Linked DNA regions of Mus musculus: region 2 is linked to region 1. The links are chromatin contacts, called in public HiChIP or PLAC-seq maps. All regions are on one chromosome and are shown on one strand. The core of a region is the stretch at or near the end of the contact, and the rest is flanking DNA. Distances in the headings are between cores, read along the strand shown.

The links. HiChIP or PLAC-seq counts read pairs in DNA pulled down with a chosen protein or histone mark.
Region 2: a contact with region 1 is called in an H3K27ac HiChIP or PLAC-seq map of microglia, with 4 times the contacts expected there. The contact joins two enhancer-like sites. A contact is called at or near these places in 2 of 115 datasets of contacts at active chromatin or transcription factors (extraembryonic endoderm stem cells and microglia) and 2 of 9 other capture datasets (liver and pancreatic islet).

The regions. Positions count from the first base shown.
Region 1 is chr5:96,808,123-96,814,873 of GRCm38.p6, forward strand. It overlaps Anxa3 (annexin A3), which reads left to right. Exons shown (of 13, transcript NM_013470.2): 3 at 2,928-3,015; 4 at 4,720-4,814. Among named protein-coding and RNA genes, the nearest start is that of Anxa3, 18 kb to the left of the region's middle. Within about 2 kb of position 3,114, at least 6 of the 459 cell types and tissues checked have an H3K27ac peak or open chromatin away from gene starts, as enhancers often do. A contact at or near this core is called in microglia, where this site is marked.
Region 2 is chr5:96,947,073-96,953,091 of GRCm38.p6, forward strand. No RefSeq gene overlaps it. Among named protein-coding and RNA genes, the nearest start is that of Gm46916, 8.7 kb to the left of the region's middle. Within about 2 kb of position 2,264, at least 58 of the 459 cell types and tissues checked have an H3K27ac peak or open chromatin away from gene starts, as enhancers often do. A contact at or near this core is called in microglia, where this site is marked.

The DNA of each region.
Region 1 (6,751 bases), core at 1,864-4,363:
TGGCAAGGTGATGAGGTGTAGAACATGGGCCTCTTGTTCACATGGAGGTGGCCTTAAGTCTAGGCACCTTCCTGACCAACAAAGTTCTGTTAGACAAACCATCTCTCTGGGACTGAACACACCCTTGTTCTGTTATTTTTAAATATGTGTAGGTAGGCATGTGTCAGCATGCAGGCATAGAGATTTGAGTGTGGGTACCTCTGGAAGCCAATGACACTGGATCCTGTGCAACTATAGAGTTTCAGATGGTTGTGAGACTCCTGATTATGCACTGGGAACTGAACTTGAGTCCTCTGGAACAGCAAGTGCTCTTAACAGCTGAGCTGTGTCTCCAACTCCTTTGAATCTACCTCATTAAGATCACTGAAGAAATCTAAGATGTTTGTATGATCTTTTGTTCATTATCTAGTATGCATTAAACAATATGAGTCTGGTTATTTATTTTAAAATCACTTTTGATAAATTATATAGATATGGCCTGGATAGCCAAGTCTTACCAAGTATATCCTGTAATATTGTTCATATTAAGTGGCTAAAACATGTTTCAGTATTTCACTAGAATTCAACTTCAGAATTCCCTTGTTCTGGGCCGGGCTTTGGCTCAGTGGCAGAACACTCAGTTGTCATGTATGGGGCCCTGGGGTTTGAATCCTGCACAGCAAAATAAACAACTAAATAAAAACCAGGTTCCCACGGCTTCTTTCAAGTTGATAGGTATGTGTGCATTTTGGAGAAGGAGAGAGGGAAGGAAAGGGAGATGAACCCTTTTATTATGTAAGTTGTTTCTCCCATCTAACCCTTCACCTGAAAAAAAGAGTTGCATGATGAGTTAGGAATTTTATCTTCATCTAGTTTTGTAAGTTGGAATTTTAATAGATTTTGATTTGTAGGTGGTAGAGAGCAGGCCAGAGGTCACAGAGAGTGTAAACCCTGAATCTTTATAAGACATGAACATTAAGGACCCACCGTATTGTCTTCTTGTATTCAGAAGAAGCCATGTTAAGTAACCTCGTGGTATAGAATCACACAAATTGAACTTCATAAGAATGTAGAACCTAGTTCCTGGTTCCTAAAAATAAAATTCAGTATATCTGAAATAGATCCAGGACATGGTCACATGCATTCTAAAGTGTCGCTTCAGGAGATACTAAGGCATGATTCCAGAAATGCAGGGGTGATTTAGAGCAGCACAGACTGCATTCAAAGGCAGATCTGTGGCTCAGCTAGCTGAGTGGATGAAAGTTTACACAGAGTCAATCTGCAGACTGCAGTAGGTTGTAGTTAACATATGCAAGGTGCCTAGCATGGGGGCACCTAATGGGTCCTTCCAGAGCATCAAATGGAGGGGGTAGGTGGATAAGGGAAGGGTGAGAACTCAGAGGTGGGAGTGGATAGTAATGAAGTCAGTTGTCTCTGCCAGTTTATAAAGCTTATTAAGCCTTGAACTCCAAAGAATTATGTTAAAGCGACTGATTAAGTCACTTCCATTGTCTTTAGACCTGGCACATTCTAGCTTGTTAGTTTTCATTTTTTCCTTTGGAGTGCTTTAAACAATGTTTGACAACATTGAAACAAATTGTTCCATCTCATCTATTGAGTCAGCAGACTCTCGTCTCTACCGTGCCAGTACATTAATTTTCCATTCACTTTAATGTGACAAGATAATGTCCTTTCATGAAAATAGACACTTCAGAAGAGCGTAGATGTGACCATATTAATTCACAACAACACCATCAATACCATTCAATAACAGGGTAGAAAGTCCCCGTTTAAAAAGAGAATGTCAGATGTTACTGGGATTGGTGCAGATTTTTATTTGAAAGGTCAGAATATACTATATGAGGACATGGTGACTTTGAAGATCTTCAGCATCCTTTTGGCTGTCATGTAGTTCTTCAGCAATTTCAGAATATTTTATTCTTTTGCAATATGGTCTTTCTTAGCTCACTGTCGTGTTTCTAATTTAAGTGCTTAAAATTAGTAATGTAGCTATTTAAAAAAATATATACTCTATGCTATTCTTGAAGCTCCAAGATGTCAGCAGAGTTCTCAGACAAGAATCTTGGGGCAACCATCACATGTCCATCAAGCAGAACATAAAAGACAACAGTCTTGATAGCATTTTTGTTTATTAATTCTTTAGAGTAGGGTTCCCCAAGCACAGTGGTCAACATCAGTTTACACATCCCAGCATCTCCAGTCCACAGCTGCTCACATCCTCAATGTGAGATGTGATTGGCAGCTTACTCAGAAGCCTCACTGGGGAATACGGTGGATGAAGAGAATTTAAGTTTTCTTATATTTTATATCTATATGTAGGAACTTTAAATCCTGCAGTCTTCAGAGTCTCTGATGTTGAAACAGCTCATTGCCCTAGAGGAACAATGTTTTATATGTGCAGTTTGTCCCACCTTGGGGGCCTCTTTCTACGTGTAGTACAAGTATGTCTAGGGATGGGAGATCTTGCACTATGCCAGGAACAGCAAGAACCCGGGCTGCCACAGGTCTCGCCCATGCTTATGCCCTACTGGACTGGGAAGATGGCTCAGCAGTTAAGAGCACTTGCTGCTTTTCCAGAGGGCTTGGAAGTTCTGCTCTGTGCTCCTAACAACTTAAAAAGCTTTTGCTCCAGGTATTTAGTATGCAAATTCAGAGCCTCAGGGATCCTTTCTGGAACTGTGCCAGTGCACTGAGCTCAGACAGGATCCTCTGAGCATGCTGCCTGTGGGCTGTATGCAAGCCTGGTTCAGTGAGCCCTCATTTAGTCACACACAGAGTCGACAGAAGGCAGTGGAATTAAAAAAAAAAAAAAACATAAACGCCTTTATACAATTTCATCAATGACCATGTGAGATACACATTTAGTCTATACGTAACTCTAGTATAAATAAAAATGTGGCTTTGAACTAGCAGAACTTTCCTTCTAGGTTGGACCTCGAGGAACCATAAAAGATTATCCAGGCTTTAGCCCGTCGGTGGATGCCGAAGCTATCCGGAAAGCGATCAGAGGACTTGGTGAGTGGAGCTTTTCAGCTCCTCCTGTATGGCTGGTAAGACCAGCCAGGAAAGTTCCTGTCTAAAAAGCCGGTTGGCCCAATTTGGATCCTGAATTAGAGAAGTTGTCAGGGGATATTTTAAAGTGTGAAGCAATGAAGAAGAGCATGAGAGCTGAGTCTCTCAGTACATAAAGCATTTGTAATGTTTGCTCGATTAAATCCTACCAGCACCACAACAGCTCCTTCAACTGCTTATCACCATCATGATCACAAACCATGATGGATTCGGTCCAGAACAGTCTTCCCAGGTTCTATTTCACCCCATTACCTAGAGAAAATCATCTTTCTAAATTAGACTTTACACTTCCAGTACCACAGCTACATGCCTAAGTACGTACTAGTTTCTATAGTTTCAACCGGTAAAACCAGAGAAGTGCACCATCCGTTCTTTGACCGACTGTTTTTACCTCTTTTTTTTTTTTTTAAGATTTATTTATTTATTTATTTATTTATTTATTTATTTATTTATTTATTATATGTAAGTACACTGTAGCTGTCTTCAGACGCACCAGAAGAGGGCATCAGATCTCTGTTACAGGTGGTTGTGAGCCATCATGTGGTTGCTGGGATTTGAACTTCGGACCTTTGGAAGAGCAGTCGGGTGCTCTTACCCCCTGAGCCATCTCACCAGCCCCTGTTTTTACCTCTTAACGTAATGTTTTTGAGATTTATTCATGTTGATAAGTTTGGCTCTGGGTCATTAATTTTAACTTCACAGTAGTCTATTGTATATTATATCATAAACTGGAAATGTTGATGAAACATTCAAATTGCCTATAACTCTTTTCTATTACAGTGCAAAAGTCCTTGGTGAATGCTCCCGCTTAGACTTCACTGTGCACAGTTGCTAGTATTTCTCTAGGACAGGACAGGAGTTGTGAGTTCTGGGTGGAGATGGCCAGAATTCTTATTTTTAAACTAGAAATTTTGCCAAATCGCTCTCTGGCGTGATTATCAAAATTAGTAGTACTCTTGGGCCTGGAGATAAACTTTTCTAAGTAAAATCTCAAGCCACAGAAACATCCTCCTCCGCTTAGTCCATCTCCTGGACAATGTTTGCATCTCCCCTCCCCCACCCTACCCCTGCCACAGGAAAGTATCATGCTAACATTTTAACACTATCACCCAGTTTTAACATTAACAAAAACAAGCTTAGTAATATTTTCCCTAGGATTCACATCTACTGTACCATTTTAATCGTAAAGTCATAAAGCCCTTCTGCATTTCCCTCCCAGGTTTAGAAGTCCTGCTTTTTTCCTGTTTACTTGATCATCAGTCTACAAGGGGTTGACATATGGGAGGAGCACTTAGAGATATCCACCTATTTGATCTCTAATGAACATTTAATTGTCTCAGCACAGTTCTTCATGTTCCTTTCCGTCTGCATAGGAAAGAGTAGACATGGATTGACTTGACTGGGTTTTATTTTTCCAGCCCTCAAATCACCTAAATAAACTTCCTTTTCAAAAAACAAACAAACAAACAAACAAACCAATCAAACAAACAAACAAACTGCAAACACTCAGATTCTAACCCAGCAAGAAGCTGGAAACTTAAAACTTAAAAAGCTTTCCTGACTGAACTTGTTTTGGCCCCCTGAATCTGTTGTTTGAAACAGATAAGGAGAATCCTTGGCTCATAAAATAACTTTGTTCTCATTTAGGGACTGACGAGAAAACCCTCATCAACATTCTGACGGAGCGGTCGAACGCGCAGCGACAGCTGATTGTCAAGCAGTACCAAGCAGCGTATGAACAGGTACCATCCATGAACACAGAGGGCCACAGAGACAGTCACGCTGTGCTCCGGTTCCACCCCTGAGCACCACTCACAGATCTTTGGCTTTACCCTGAGTGTGGTAGAGTTGCCCTGTGCATCTGCTCAAGAGCCAGGACTCTTAGTTCAGGTTTTGGCTTTCACCACCTCAATGGTTTGGGGCTTCTGCTTCTTCACTGTGGAATGAAGAATGGTGACTTAGAGCAGTAGTTTACAGCAGGGTCACCACCCTGTTGAGGTTAAATGACCCATCCATAGGGGCTGCATATCAGATATTTACATTATGGTGCATAACAATAGTAAAATTGCAGTTATAAAGAGCAATGATATAATTTTATAGTTGGGGGTCACCACGACATGAGGAACTGTCTTAAAGGATCGCAGCATTAGGAAGGTTGAGAACCACTGCGCTAGAGCAATGGCTCCAAGCCATCACTGAGTCCCCTCCCCAGAGCACACTTGACACAAAGGGAGACTAACCTTTTCTTTTTCTGAGACAGGGTCTCATGTAGCACAGACTGGCCTAGAACTCACAAAGTGACTGAAGGTGATTTTGAACGCCCCCCTGTGTTCAACCTCTAAGTGTGGGGATTATAGCCAGGAGTCACTAGGCTTGCATTATATGGTACTGAGGAACGAACTCAGGTCTTTGTGAATGCTAGACAGGTACTCTACCAACTGAGACATGCCCCTAGTCTCAAGAGAGACACTTTGATTACCTCAAGTCAGACTGTGGGTAGAGGGTGATCCTGACTTCCAGTGTGTAGAGGTTGAAGATACTGTTAAGTATCATGTGATATGAAGGACAGTCCTCCCAACAAAGAATGATCTGCCAGCTATCTGAGAAAAGCAGCCTTTAGCTTCCCTTTTAATGCTAAAATAGTTATGTAAATATAGGCACAGAAAACCCAACATAAGAAAACCCATTAAGTGTCAGAAAATAGCTACATACATATACAAAAATAGCTACACACGAACAAGACTGTCATTGACACACAATGTTTGTCATCTCTTTGTTGAATAGTGTTCTCTGCTGGAGACTGGAGATTCGCTGGTAAGAGAGGCAGTTCCTCCCATCACCTGTGGGGCTAGCCTAGCCTCCTATCAGAAATATAATAAGTTCAGTCACTGCAAGTGGAGCATGAAAGTGGGGTGATGTGGTGGAAGGTAACCGGTGATGGGGACTCTCTGACCATGGTGAGGGGGTGATGTCAGCAGGGTGCTGCTGCCTGACGGGCTGCTAGAAGAGTCAATGTTGTGTCTGACCTGCTCCATCTGCAGATGCACAGGGCAAGCAGTGGGGAGAACAAATGTAAGGGTCCTGGGAGCAGGCAGCTGGAAGTGTGGGGGAGACAGAACCCCGATATAGCCGGAGTGTGGCATTGATGTGACAGAGCATGTGTGTGGCTGTGTAATGCTAGAGCTTTTTAGAAAATATTTCAGGTGCCACCATGTTTCTCAGCCTAGCTCAAATGATTGTCTCACCCTAGGCTCCCAAGCAGCTAGAAATAATATACACGGGTGCATCACAGTGCCTGACTACTAACATTTTTATCTGTGGGTTTTGGCATGGGATTTTGCCATATTGCCAATCTGCTTTTGAGCTCCCCTATTCAAATGATCCTCCTAACTCAGCATCTCTCCCAGTGCTGCGACTACAGATGCATGCATGTTACAGGGCTGAGCTTGAGCGCTGTGTTAGCAGTTCTCAACCTGTGGGTCGTGACCCCTTAGGCAAACCTCCAACTCCAAAATATTTACATCACAATTCATAACTGTAGTAACATTACAGTTATGACGTAGCGGTGAAGCAATTCTATGGTTGGAGATCACCACAGGATGAGGACCTGTGTTCAAGAGTCTCAGCCTTAGCAAGGGTGAGGACCACTGCTTTATGCCTCGTGCACAGGCTGGATTTT
Region 2 (6,019 bases), core at 1,014-3,513, 140 kb after region 1:
GCAGCAATGAGAATTGGCTGTGTTTCCAGCTTTGGAGCAGGGCTACCCAGGAAGATCGTAGATCCGGTTTCTCTTGGTCTTTACTGAATTGCCGAAGTGTAGTAATTGATCTTCATCTCAACAGTATACCCTGGGAACCCAGTCATTGAAGGGTTCAGTGGCTTCTCAATAAGCAAGAGCATGACGAGTGGCTGTTTTAATGTAATAACCACATCTATAAGTGCAAAGTGCTAGGACATAAATTCACTAAAAAGAGAAAAAGGAAATGGAGTCTTGCATATCTGTGGAGAGCCGTGCCGTGAGCAATCGCCATTATAAGATGGCGCTGGCTTCCACTGCGCCTAACTAATAAACAAGCCTTATGCGCAAGTGCAAGAGTAAATACACGCCCAGTCACTGCCCATCTCGGGTGTAGTAATGGGGTGATGGGCGAGCAACTAATCAGGTGCTGTCACGCCACATCAGGTGCTGAAACGTCACGCTGCGGGCTATATAAGCAGCACCATTTTCCGGGTTCGGGGTCTTCCTTATGTTGAAGCAATAAAAGCTTCAACATCCGGTTGTCCGAGTGAATTCTTGCCGGCGAGTTACTAGCTCGGGCGAGACATATCTTTACATATATGTACAGATTTATGCCCAGAAGAAAATGAATGCATTTACAGAAAGTGTGATCAACAATGTTCATGTTACTAAACATGGTGGCACATGACTCTAATATCCGTACTTGAGATTCTGAGGTAGGAGGTTCATGAGTTCTGAACAATATTAGGTTACATAGAAAGATCCTAAGTAGTGGGGGCGGGGGAGCGGGGGGCGGGGACAGAGAAGAGGAGGAAGAAGAGGAAGAGGAGGAGGAATAGGAAATATCATCCATATTAATTTTCTCAAACTGGAAATTGTCTATCCGCATGTTTGCATCAACAATAAAGCAACACTGTGGTGTAGCTCAATGGTAATGCTTGCTGCAGTGTGTGTGTAGCTCGATGGTAATGCTTGCTGCAGTGTGTGTGTAGCTCGATGGTAATGCTTGCTGCAGTGTGTGTGTAGCTCGATGGTAATGCTTGCTGCAGTGTGTGTGTAGCTCGATGGTAATGCTTGCTGCAGTGTGTGTGAAGCACTGGTGGTTTCCTACGCAATGCTTCAAGTGGACATCAAGAGAAACACACACACACTTAGTAAAATGATTTAAAAAAAAAAAGAACATATTTACTCAGTGTCTTGTGTTTTGTTTTTCATTGAGTCAGGGCCTCACTTTGTAACCCTAACTGACCTGGAACATGATATATGAGATCAGGTTGGTCTTAAACTCTAGGAGATCCACCTGTCTCTGTCTCTTAAGTTCTGGGATTAAAGGCGTGCACCACTGAACTAGGCTTAAAAAGAAGATTTTTTAAAAGGCATTCTGAAATATATGAGTGAGAAGGAAAAGCCTCCAGCTATATCTGATGATGCAGATGAAACTCACAAATATTATCCTAAACAGATGAGCCCAGATACAAAGAACAGAATGTAGGATTCTGCTTGTATAAAGTTCAAAAGCAGATGAAATGAATCCTTCATTGGAGAAGCTAGGCGTTAACCTGACGAGGACTAGGGGCATTGGTTAGAACACTGTGACAGCTCATCGGCAGAGCATTTGCTTAGCGTGCACCAAGCCCTGAGTTCAGTTCACAGCACTGCAACAAACAACCCAAAAAGCAGTAGGAAAGATCTCCTGGGGTTCTGGAATGCTGTATTGCCTAATCTGGGTGTTGGACAGACAGCGGTGTTCACTGAACAGAGATGCCTGGCCTGCCGTTTATGTACGTTTCTGAATAGTTGTCATTCACCAAAATGCAATGTGTCCTTGACAGAAGTCGAATTATTCTCATGGGACCCTATAGTCAGTTCCCATGACATAGGTTGTTATGACAGAACAAGCCTAGCGCTTCCTCAGTCGCTTTGGTTTCCTCTCCCACTCTGTGATTTCCTGTTCTGATGTGTCTACCAGGAGGCTCTCAGCAAATCTGTTAGAATCAGGACTTTTGGCTCCCAGAACGGAGCTAAACAAACTGCTTTTCTGTACAAGTTGGTTGTTGAGCTTCAGGACGGATGCAAAGGCAAAGTCAGGAAAGCCAAGCCTCTGGAAACTCACAAGAAGAGTAAGAGACAGAACAAAAGTTGCTTTTTCGCAGCAGTTCTCAACCTTTTCTAACGCTGCAACAACCCCTCAATACAGTTCCTCACGTTGTGGTGACCTGAAACCATAAAATGGCTTTCGTTGCTAGTTCATAACTAGTTTTGCTACTGTTATGAGTCGTAATGTAAATGTTTGATATGCAGGATGTTCTTAGGTGACCCTTGTGAAAGGTCATTTGACACCCCACCACCACCATGGGGTCACAACCCACAGGCTGCAAACCACTGGCTTAAGGGCTCTTGTGCCTGAGCTCTCGCCTCTGCTTTGTGAAATCCTCACCTTCTTTGGCTTCATTGGATGACTCTTCATTCCGAAGTCTGAAAAATGCCCCCATCTTTCTGCTAAATCTGTATGGTACTTGTTCCAGGTGCTCATTTATTCCCACTCATTACAGTAATTTCTAGGAGTCAGTCCAGTGCAGTACTGAAAGTTTAGACTATGGAATCCACCAAGCTTCCAGGACTTTCTCTAACACTCCCCATATGAGCTTGGAGAAAATTGCTTAATTATTTTTCTCCTCAATTGTTAGGTGGAGATTACAACAACTGCACCTACCATTGTAGATCAATTGATTGTTGTTGCAAAGATGAAGCAAAGATAACAAAGATAACAGATCTATCGGTGTTGGGGAACAGCCAAATCTCGGGGAATGCAGCTTCCTACTGTTTTTATTTATTGTTATCTACAGATGGTACATCCTGAGTAATGTGGAATATGTCTTAGTACACACACAGCATGTACTCAGTAGGATTGAGCTGTACCCCAGACCTAAGAACTACAACCTCTATGGTGCAATATCCCCACATTGCACAATGCTGAGGTCTAGACTGTGTAAATGCTTTGTAACGTGTGGAATCCACTGAGAAATGGTGAATTATTTTTAACATGGCAGTACTTGGAGCTTCTTTGGTGCATTTCCACGTCTCTAGGGTTAGTCTAGCCATTATGTGAGATCAGAGTTGTCCCAGAGGAAACACTAAAAGTTCTGTGATCCAGACTCTACTCCCCCCGCCCCCAGTTTGAGATAAACCTAAATTGATAGTCACCCTCCCTGCCTCTGCGCCGCACGCTCTTCTGCTGTAGTGGATAAGCCGTTCAGAACCCACCTAAAGCCTCTCACTCTACACACTCAAAATGGGCTCTTGAAATCCCTCCCCTTCCTGCATCTCCCCTCTTTCCTCTCTCCATTAACATTTAAATATTCCAACTTTTTTTCTATCTAAAATTAAAAAAAAAAAAAACTTTAAAAATCAACCACCAGGGTCAAGGTTGTAGCTCAGCTGCACAGAACTTCCCTAGCACGTGTGTGTCCCTGGGTAGATCCCGGAACGGCGAATAAAATAAATACCAACACAAATGTCTCAGACCTATGTTGTCCTCAAGCTGTCTCCCATTTTCTTGGGTCTCCTTTATAACAACATCCCTCTGTTGGATTCTGCGTGGATTGTCTGTGATTTTATTTCTTTCTCTCACCATTTTCTGTTGACCCATTTCTACAGGGTTTCTGTTCCCAACTCTCCGCAGAATACAAGTCTCAGTTTGCCAATGACCTGGAACTTTCTCAGACATGTTGAACAGTGGGAAATAAACTTTTATTGTATTTATCCATTGTGTTTGGTTATTATTTTCTTAATCCCAAAAAATCTGTTCCAGCTGATAGGATGAAGCTAATCACTTCCACATTCACATGTCCAGTTTCTGGAGACAGTTTATACTTGTTAACCGTCTAGAACACAACCAACTAAATATGTAATAAGAGTCTCAAACTCAGCATAGCCATACTGAACTTTGAATTTCCTTCTCCAAGAAGTAGCTCCCTGTCAGAACATAGCCCTCACCTCGTCGTCCTCAAGCCTTGGAGTGACCTCTACTCCCATCCATTCCGTTCATTTTGCCAGGAAAGGTCGCCATCCCCTCTGCTGCATCAGCTTCCTGCCCAGTGAACCCGATCCCCCCTGCCAGTCTTCTGAATGTGGGAGCAGGGAATCCCAAGAGAAGAGGTCAATGTCGGTCATTTCTCTACACAGAAACTCCTCTAGTATCTTCGTGTGAACTAGGAAGCCCTTACACCTTGACCTCCAAACCCTAACAGTGTTACCTGCCTGATAGATAACCACCCATTACACTCCTCCTTTTCCTTACAGACTCCTAGCTTCTTCACTTTTCTACACACACACACACACACAAGAGAGAGAGAGAGAGAGAGAGAGAGAGAGAGAGAGAGAGAGAGAGAGAGAGACCACGACTACTATTCAAGCCTCACTAATCTCTGGGTTGCAGCTTGTAAGCTAGCAACCACCACCCCAAGGCTCTTCCTCTGGATTCCTTGAGAATCTAGAGTCTAGATCATCTCAAGACTCCCTGCTGTCCTTACAAGCCTCTCTTTAAGCATTAAACTCTGCTTTGAAAGGCCTCTCTGTTACTCATCCATACGACAGTGAGAATATGGAGATGAGATGAAATCTGTCAGATAAATGGCCTCCTCCCTCAAGAAACTGTTATATCACATTGGAGAGTGGCCTTCCTGGAAAGTTTCCTAGAAGAGGGGCCCATAAACCGAATCTTTAAGAGAAAAGAGTTAAGGGAGAGGGCGGGAGGGGGTGATAAGGCACACACTTTCAGGAAGACAGCATAATCGTGCGGGTATATGGGTAGGGTGCTGAGGCCGCCAGATGAGCCCTATCTGTCTCCAGAGCCTGGTCATGTGCTATGATATGAGCAGTAGGAACAGCTCAGTGACATGCATGGGTGGAAAGAAGTGACAGATCACAAGAATGCTACAGGAGAGAAACCAAAATAGACATGAAGGCTGCAGAACATTGCCAACAATGAAGGGGGACACTCGAGCATGGGGTTCAAAAGAGTGCCTGTTAGTAAAAGCCAGAGGCAGAGTTCATCCTGTAAGAAATGCTCAGGAACAATCCTGTTCCTTAGACAGGAAGGGTCAGAGACCTTCATGCTGACCTTCACTCGTCTCCAGTGAATCATTGTTCTTGGGATCCAGCCCCTCCTATGCCTTCAATCTGGGCTGGATCTATTATTTGCTTTGACTCCCTAGTTCTAAACCATATAAGAACCCCTTATCTCACCCTGAGAACATTTACAGTGTTTGAAAACAGTGGAAACTAGGAGGGAGAGCCGCTATACAATTTCCATGATACTCTCCTGCAGAATGTGTGATGTTACCTTACAGTGCATTAATTCCCTACAGCAAAGAGTCACCTGACCCACAAGGCCAAGTATTCTGAAATTACAAAGCAAGTAGAACACAGCTTCATCTTTATCTCAGCCAGAGCTAGACATTAAGATGAAATAAGGCTATAAGCAAGTAAAGAAGGTTATGATTCAAAAACTAAGTTTTAGAATGATTTGTCACACTATAGTCAATAAAATAATAGCCAAAAGTATAGATAGTGTTCTAAGTACTTCTTCACTATGCTGTATGAGATGGAATGTGTTATGTTCGGTATGTCTTAGGAATGAGGAAATCTAAGCATAGAAGTTCAGAGGAGTTAAGTTCCCACTCAGGGTTAGCACAACTTGAGAATTAGGTATTGACTCCAAAGTCTGTCTGTGAACCAACAAGCCCTACAAACCATAGTCACACATCCATTCATTCAACGTTTATAGAGAAGCTACCGTGGGCTCGAAGGGTGCACTATCAACCCAAACTAAGAAAAAAGAAAATCCGGTCTCATGGCACTTACTTCTAGTGAAGTAAGCTATAGAAGCTATAGAAGATGGGACAACACCCATTCATATGGTGTGATGGACATTGCTTAAAGATCTGGCTGCTAGCCATCTAGTCAGGTACACCTATTCACACTGGGAAATTATCCA